Linked DNA regions of Gossypium hirsutum: all the other regions are linked to region 1. The links are chromatin contacts, called in public Hi-C maps. All regions are on one chromosome and are shown on one strand. Each heading gives the region's core, a stretch centred on a gene start, on an enhancer-like site or on the middle of the called end of the contact. The rest is flanking DNA. Distances are from core to core; before and after follow the strand shown. Region 1 has its middle 60 kb from the start of LOC121225874. Region 2 holds the start of LOC107919791 (ankyrin repeat protein SKIP35-like). Region 3 holds the start of LOC107920397 (serine/threonine-protein kinase ATG1c).

Region 1 (2,774 bases), core at 102-2,601:
AAGCATGCCTACAGAATGCACCAATAAAAATGTAGAGCAACTTGCATCAACTCTAGCAATCTCTGCATTTGCATTAGCACTAGTAGTGATGGAGAGACCAGGGGATCCATAACCCTGCAAATCATAGATAACCAAACATCATACTCACTTGAGTTACACTTAAAGAAAGAAGGAGATAAGTTAAAAACAAAAATTTAATGTAGGAATAACCTCGGTATTAAAGCCAGCAATTCCAAGATCAGCAAGTTTTGGAAGAATTTGGAATGGAAACTCTGCCTTCTCCCAATACTGGGAAAATTTTCAGATCAGTTTCTTTCTTGGTAAATGTGTAAGTAAAAACAATGATAAAAAGCAATTAACCCTAAAAATCATCAATCCAAGTTGTTAGACCAATCATGAACAGCATCTGAAAGATACCTCCGCCATTATAGGAGCTACTTCTTTTTCCATAAACTCTCTTACTTTCATTCGGAGAGTCTTCTCCTCAGGACTCAATAGATCATCAAATCGATAATAATCAGAAACTGTATTTATTTTTCCCAAAAGCAAAACACGCATATAATTAGAACTCAAGGTTTCCCATTTGATAACAACACATAGTCAAAATCTATAAAAAGATTTAGCACTCCAGAACCAATATTTTATCAAGTTGAGATGCATTAATGAAAAAATACAAGATTTTAGAAGAGCTATAAAATTCATACCAGACGGAGGAAAAACAGATGCTGGAGTTGCTTGAGGGAATGCAACCGAAACATCCAAAGGTGGTGAAGGTTTGTCACTTTTTTCAGTTTCATCTGTGAGACATCAAAGACAACAAATCTTTGACTAAAGCCAAACAACACAATAATCGCAAACACAACAACTTTGAAGCTGTCACTGTAAGAAAACAGCTAATAAAAATATAAAGTTTTTTCTTCTTTGAATTCTATTCTTCCCTGAATTCACCCAGAAATAATATGTAAAGCTCCAAACTTTCTTAAAATTTTCTTGCTATAATTAACATAGAGTCGCAAGTATTAAGTTTCTTAAAAATTGTCAAGTGCTTAGTTAGTTCTATCATTTGGGGGGAAAATTAAGATCGAATAACAAAAAGGAAAAAAGGAAAAGACAAAATTTTGAAAATCAACTTGCAGATAAAACGAACCTTGAAACTTGGATGGAAGTATCATGGTGATGGACTGACAAGTTCCTTTATTATACTGATAGAAACAAAATAGAAGGAAAATGGAGGAAAAGAAAGGCCAGGTAGAAGCATGATAAAAGATAGAGGTTTTATATTGTTTCTTTATCTTGGCACATGGATAACGATAAAGTTGGCGGTAGGGTCCCTATTACTAAATGTGAAAGTAGAATTAGCACGCAATTTAGGTTGAATGGTAATACAAGTAAATGATCAAAGGATGGCTCCCACCAGGTGTGGTTGGGGTCAATCCTAATTAATATATTATAATAGTAATGATAGCACCAACAAATAAAAATTTGAAAATAAGTTTGACATGTAATTCATCTTCCGGTAAGAAATGATTGAATAAAATTATGATTTTATATTTTTCTAATAGGATAATAACAAATTAGATTTTTGCTCTTAATTTTTAATATTTTTAGCTGGATTTGAATTCTTTTCAGGAGAAAAAATCTAAAAATCAAGAGAAAAAATATGATTTGTTATTCTCCTATTGGAGAGGGAGAAGGATAGGAATAACATAAAATCATGGTTTCATACTAGAGGTGCTTATAGGCCAGGCCGGGCACAACCAAAATTTTAGGCCCAGACCTAGCTTGGCCCAAAAAATGGGCCTAAAATTTTGCTCAAGTTCAGTCCGAATAAAAATATTAAAACCTGGACTTGGCTCGACCCATATTATTTTTTATATTATTTATATATATTTTTTAATATATATAATATATCAAAAATATAAAAATATTAAAATAAATATTTCCCAACAAATTTAAATATATATATACTTAAATAACACTAAGATAGGTGCAACTTAACAAGTAAATGCCTCTAAAATAGTAACAAAATTAACAATAAAATAAGAATTATACAATAACAACAAAATAGTAGCAACATAATAGTGAAATTGTAGCAAAATAGTGAAAAAAAAAATAGAAAAAAAAGGTTAAAACAATAGCAAAAAAATTGCAATATTTTTTTTTTGCATATTCGAACCGGGCAGGGCCCAGGCCAAAAAAACCTTACTCGAGGCTCGGCTCATTTTCTAAATGGACCTTTTTTTTGCCCATATCCATTTTTCGGGCCTATATTTTTACCCAAACCATCCCACTTTTCGGGCGGGCCTTTGGGTCGGCCTATAACACCCCAAAATAGGGCCTAGGAGTTTTAGGGGTATTTTAGGAATTTTGGCCTAGTCAAGCTCGAAAATTTGTAATGTTGGTACTTGGTAATGTTTTCGACTCTAGCATCTTAACTGTCAAACCAAATTTTGAAAAAGTGTTCTAGAAACCCTTAATTTTAGAGAAAGAACTAATTTGTAACATAGTTAAAACAGTGAGCATTTATGTGGCAATTAAACCAGTTTTTGAAATTGAACCTAAAAACCTTTACTTTCAGCCTAAACTCGCGATAGTTGTTCTTCAAGTTTGTAGTTGCCGCCCCTTGTTCTTTCCCTCACCATTCCATTGATTTTTATCCCCAAATCACAATACCTTGATTTCTTATCGTTCCCAAGTCATTTTCCATCATAAATCTCCAAGAAAAATGCTCAAAAACGCCATAGATTTCACCGTATTCTTCAAACGTGGGGCTT
Region 2 (2,700 bases), core at 122-2,621, 160 kb after region 1:
CCACTCTCCAATATACTACAAGCCACACACATAAACACTCCAAGTCCAATAACTAATTCAAAGCCACTTTTTTTGGTTGAATTCAAACCTTACTTCATGGGAAAAAAGGTGTGAAGGTTCATTCAATCAGATTTACAGAAAAACAGAAAACAACTTCTACTTCAGTTCTCAGAAACTATCTAAGCCAGAAGCAGGGAGAAATGCACAATAGTTAGCATTCTCTTATATGATGAACATAAGTGCAGTGAGTCTAATGCAACAATAAATGTACAGTTACCTGATTGTTATGCGTGATCATACATAAAACTGACAAAGAGTAACATGCATATCAAACAGCATGCATGAAGCCATTGACAGACTTAATGTCTTACCAGTGAATATTCCAATATTTAAAATATAACACAAAATCATAACAGACATATCCAACAGATGTAAAGCCTTACAAAAACAATTTTATCTAATACATAAACATATAAATGATTACCAAGTAAAATTGAAGTTAGAAGTTGCAGATGGTTATATGTGATCCCTATTAGTGGAGTTTAGGATAACAATTTCTCGTTGCTAGAAACTAGAATCAAGATCTATATTTACCTATATAGAAATGCATGGTAACCTAAAATCAACAGGTTTTCCCCTCGTGACAACTGACAACATCAATGCTTTTGAAGATAATTTCAAAGAAGCTTTATTATCTATCTACTAGTCAAAAGAAACAGCTTGTTTACCTCTGGGCCATCACAGTTACAGTGTCAGCAAGACTCATCGTGCGACTCTGGCAAGCAGAGACACAAGAAGCAAGAAATGAAGTCCGGAGAGCGGCTCTAGTAAAGTCATAAGCACCATTGGCAATGATCTTCTTAATCAAATCAGTAATCCCATAAAGCTCCTGTTGGGTGCTCAAAAACCAGATAGCATCCAAGGTGACACACAACGCATCATTTAGAGTCTGTGGATCTGCCGACAAGATTAGACTCTCAGCAAGTTCCCAATCATGGGAACTCACGGCCCCTTGAAATAATTGGCCCAACTCAATCCTGCATTGTCGGCTGAGCTTCTTGTCGTGCCCAGATTTATCCTTCTGGCAGAACTCGGAGCCTTTCGCAGCTACTGTAGATTTGATTTTCTTCAGACTACAACTACAACTACCAGAAGTTGATGACTCTTTAATTACAAGGGGTGCCTCAGTCGAGAAAACCATATTGCTTGCCTCACCTTTTTCCAATCGAAAGCCTTGAATTTCACTGTTTGGTTGTCCAATTTCAGTTTCCTCAGTATCCATTCCAGTAAACCAAGGCTCCTCTAAGTGCATGTTTTCACTCCCCACAACAAATTCGCTCCCTTTTTCCATTAGTTACACTATTCGTTGAGCAAATTTTCAGCAACCAAAACCAAGTCACAAATGAAGTGAACACTTAAGTCTCAACCATCAAGAGGAAAGGATCCATCCTCAAAAGGCACCAAACTGTCAGAAAAAGTCGAAGAGAAAATGTGTCCTCAAAAACCTAGATGCATGTCTCTTGCAGCAAAATAAACCGAAATTTTGTATGCTTAACAATAATTTTCTAGTGCCAGTCACCTAATCCGAAGGCAAAAGCAAAGCCCAAATACCAGGAATATTCAATGATCAGACATCAATTCCCAGAAAAATAAAACAAAGGAAACGCATAAGACATAAAAGGGAGAGAATGGCCAAAGCAAAGCAAGAGAAACTCTTCTCAGAACGATCTAAAGGATTCAATAACAAAAGAAAGGAACTGAAAAATCATTAAAGGAGCAATATATACAGGGATGAGCAAATCTAGCGGAGATGGCCATTAAAAGCATGAAAGGGGTTCCATCCGTAGAAAACCCTAAAAGCCCTTGTTCGTCTCAAATTATTCCACTTCAATATGAGAGATCCAAGGGAAAAGGCCAAACGCAGAACAAAAAAAAAAACCCAATTTGATAAATATAATCCAATAATTCTTATCAGAGAAAGAGGAAGAATCACGGTGAAAAAAAATCAGATTGAAGCATTAAAGCATACAAAAGGATGAGTTTGGTCAGTAAAAAGTAGTAAAAGAAAAAAAAAACGATGAAAAATTAAGATAGGGAACCTGAGTAAGAGAATGGAGATTGAATGAGAGGAGGAGGAGAGAGAGACAAAAACCCTCTCCGCCGCTGTTGTATGGTATGGAGTTATTAGATACCAAAATGGAGAAATTAAGATAGGGGAAGATGAGTAATTAGAATGGAGATGGAATGAGAGAAGGAGAGACAGACAAAACCCCCCACCGCCGCTGTTATATGGTTTTCAGATTCTTAGATACCAATATCAAATTGCTGCCTCTGCTTTTCTTCCCATTTTCCCCTTTTCTTTTCAGCTACTACCACGTATGTATTAATATGAAGGCTATAAAGTCCACAAACTCCAAGCTTTTTAATAAAATTCCAATTTTCTCCTTCATTTACTCATGTACTTTTATACCTTTAGTAATTGCAATATTATGTGATATTTGGCGATATAAATTATAATTTTATAAATATAATTTAAATTTTAAAATATGGTAATTATTATAAAAATCATTAAAAAAATTATTTGAACAAATAATAAAAATTAAAATCAAATCACTATATAATAATTTTGTGTAATTTAATTATTTATTTAGTAAGAAAAAAATGTATAAGAATTTATCTCTCGTGAATAAAATTTTTAAA
Region 3 (2,700 bases), core at 182-2,681, 180 kb before region 1:
AATGGTTTATTTCCTTATAGATTAGTTGGATTGTAATGTCTTTATTTTGTTTTAAATGATCTAAGTGAAGCTCATAATATGTCATATTTAATATTAGATCAAGTTTATTAAATTTTAAATATTTATATACAATGTATATGTTTTGATTTTGCAATGGTTGTGTTTTGTTCAGTAATGCCTCGTAACTCTAATTTGGCGACGGATACGGGGTATTACAGGTTAGAAGATTTCTTGCTTACCATTAAAAATCATGGTTATGTTGATGATATTTTGGTAACTTTTTGTGTTTGTAATATTTGGATGGTATAATGACATGATAGGATGTCATTACAATGTTGTAACTTTTTGATTTTGTAAAATTTTATAACATATGGATTATGACATATAAACTAATGAAATCATGCAACTTTTTTTTAATATATGAATATTATGTTTGGATGTGAAATATAATTCTCAAGTTATTTATTACTTTTAATATTTTATTTTTTTATTGTAGAATAATTAAATTATTGTTTCACTAAAGATATTTTAGCACATTAAATATGTATTGCAGTTTAAAAATAATAAAGTAGATTATATATTATTTTTATAGTATTATATATTATGATTTTAGTAAATTCATATAATAATAATTATATTAAGAATTTTATTAAATTATATATTATTTTATTAAATTATATTTAATAATAATTATGTTAAAATATGGTTAAATTATTTATTATTTTTATTAAATTATTTTTAATATTAATCTTATTAAAATTTAATAACAATAACAATAATCATCTACTTAAAAAAAATTCTACTAAGGGTATTCTAGTCATTTTAGTTTTTTCTCCTTATGCTATTAACATTTTTTAATTCAACTAAACACAAAATACTATTAAAGTTCCATTCCATTTCATTCAACCAAACAATTAAATTACTGATTACATCTCTATTCAATTACAGCTCTATTCCATTATTCCATTACAGTGAACCAAACGTACCCTTATTGCATCCTAACTGAAAGTTGAATCATCTTTCCATTTTTATTATTGTTTTAATTTTATAATAAAAAATTATTTAAGAAACATTAAAATTTTTAGCTCCACATCTAATAAAAATTGATTAAAAGGATATTTATTAGTAAACTTGGAAAATGCAAATTAAAGTATTAAATAATTCATAAAAGGCGAAAAAGTCGCTTTTGTCTAACCAATGTCTGACGGACAGGTGTTAAAAGCTGATATCGGAGCTTTTCATCATCACCTACCACACTGATCCACCCAATTAAAAACCGCCAACGCACTAACATCCGTGGTTACACCGTATAAGTAACCGTATCTTAAAATATATACACCGTCTAATTCCGCTTTTAGCTTATGGTTTTCATAAAAAAACAAAATAATTATCGAATCACAAAACGTTAATCCTCAATTACGTTCGCTAATCCCAATTAATAATCTCAATAATTCAACCCATAACAAATAGAATGCAAAATTTTAGAGAACTCATTAAATCAAGTTCTCATCTCACCCTCCTTCCTCACTCTTCCTCAGATTATTTTTCTTTGCACGGTCAATCGGAAATCCAATTAATGTTCGGGTCGGATCTTCTGACGATCCAAATTCCAGTATTCTATACCATATTTTAAAGCTTCAAGCTCTGGAGTCGGATCCTTGGGCTTTTTTCTCTCTCTTTTTGTTCCAGGTTCGTCTGTAATGGCTCAAGCAACGGGGAGGGGAAGAGTGGTAGGGAACTATTTAGTGGGCCGGAAAATCGGGTCGGGTTCCTTTTCGATTGTTTGGCATGCGAGGCATCGAGTTCATGGAACCGAGGTGGCGATAAAGGAGATCGTAACGGGTCGACTCAATAAGAAGTTGCAAGATAGTTTGATGTCGGAAATCTTTATTTTGAAGAGAATCAATCATCCTAATATTATTCGACTGCATGATATTGTTGAGGTTCGTTTCTTCTTGGTCCCTTTTATTTAATTGTTTTCTTTTACTATTAGATTTTAGGGAGTTGTTTGGATGCCGATAAAGGAGAGGAAGAAGTGGCGGAAATGGAGCTATTTGAACATGAGTTGTTTACCTAAGGTAGGGACTGAAATTTGAGGCGCCATTTATTGAGGGAAAGTTCTTCTTTTAAGGAAAATGATGAAAGAACGGAGGATGTGGATTCTTTTTAACTGAAGATATTTTAGAATGCGATATTGAAAATGAGAAGAATCTACTTATTGAAAAGAGCTATCCGCGCATACTCGTATTTGATAGAAGCAGAGAATGAAAGAATTTACGAATAGTGAAATTTCAGTCAATCTATATATTGTATTTTTTTCTTTGCTAAGCAAAGTTTTTTATTAATAAGAAAACTCATTACAGAAAATGAGCAACATCATTTACAGGGGATTGAACACCTAAATTGCACATCACGCCTAATCTAACACAACAAAATCCTTCAAATCAACCCAATGGAATAAACCACCATAAGATTCATCATTTAAACAATAAAAACGTACAATCAATCACCTTATCTAGTCAAATTAACCAGCAATAAAACAAAGTTAAGCCTATAGCATCCATAATCTCCTTCCTATAGCAAAACATTTGAAAAATGATGCCGTTGGGAATTCAGCAACTAATACTAATGGAGAAGTCTCAAGGATCATGGGAAGCAATTTGGTAAATTTGCAGTGGTCAAGAAACTAAATGGTAAATC

Evidence for each region. A called contact is a pair of places that touch in the nucleus more often than the background predicts.
Region 2: a Hi-C map of leaf shows a contact between it and region 1, with 1.7 times the contacts expected there. The contact joins the promoter of LOC107919791 here to the enhancer-like site in region 1. A contact is called at or near these places in 13 of 34 Hi-C or Micro-C datasets (anther, callus, hypocotyl and 2 more).
Region 3: a Hi-C map of anther shows a contact between it and region 1, with 3 times the contacts expected there. The contact joins the promoter of LOC107920397 here to the enhancer-like site in region 1. A contact is called at or near these places in 5 of 34 Hi-C or Micro-C datasets (anther, callus, fibers and 2 more).

What each region holds. Positions count from the first base shown.
Region 1 is chrD13:25,378,515-25,381,288 of Gossypium_hirsutum_v2.1, forward strand. It overlaps the pseudogene LOC107920525. Among protein-coding and RNA genes, the nearest start is that of LOC121225874, 60 kb to the left of the region's middle. Within about 2 kb of position 1,352, at least 5 of the 9 cell types and tissues checked have an H3K27ac peak or open chromatin away from gene starts, as enhancers often do. A contact at or near this core is called in hypocotyl and leaf, where this site is marked.
Region 2 is chrD13:25,535,414-25,538,113 of Gossypium_hirsutum_v2.1, forward strand. It overlaps LOC107919791 (ankyrin repeat protein SKIP35-like), which reads right to left and starts at 1,372. Exons shown (of 3, transcript NM_001327162.1): 1 at 729-1,372. The coding sequence starts at 1,351.
Region 3 is chrD13:25,198,134-25,200,833 of Gossypium_hirsutum_v2.1, forward strand. LOC107920397 (serine/threonine-protein kinase ATG1c) reads left to right here and starts at 1,432. Exons shown (of 13, transcript XM_016850104.2): 1 at 1,432-1,943. The coding sequence starts at 1,701. LOC107920551 reads left to right here. Exons shown (of 6, transcript XM_041108927.1): 6 at 173-465. The coding sequence ends at 175.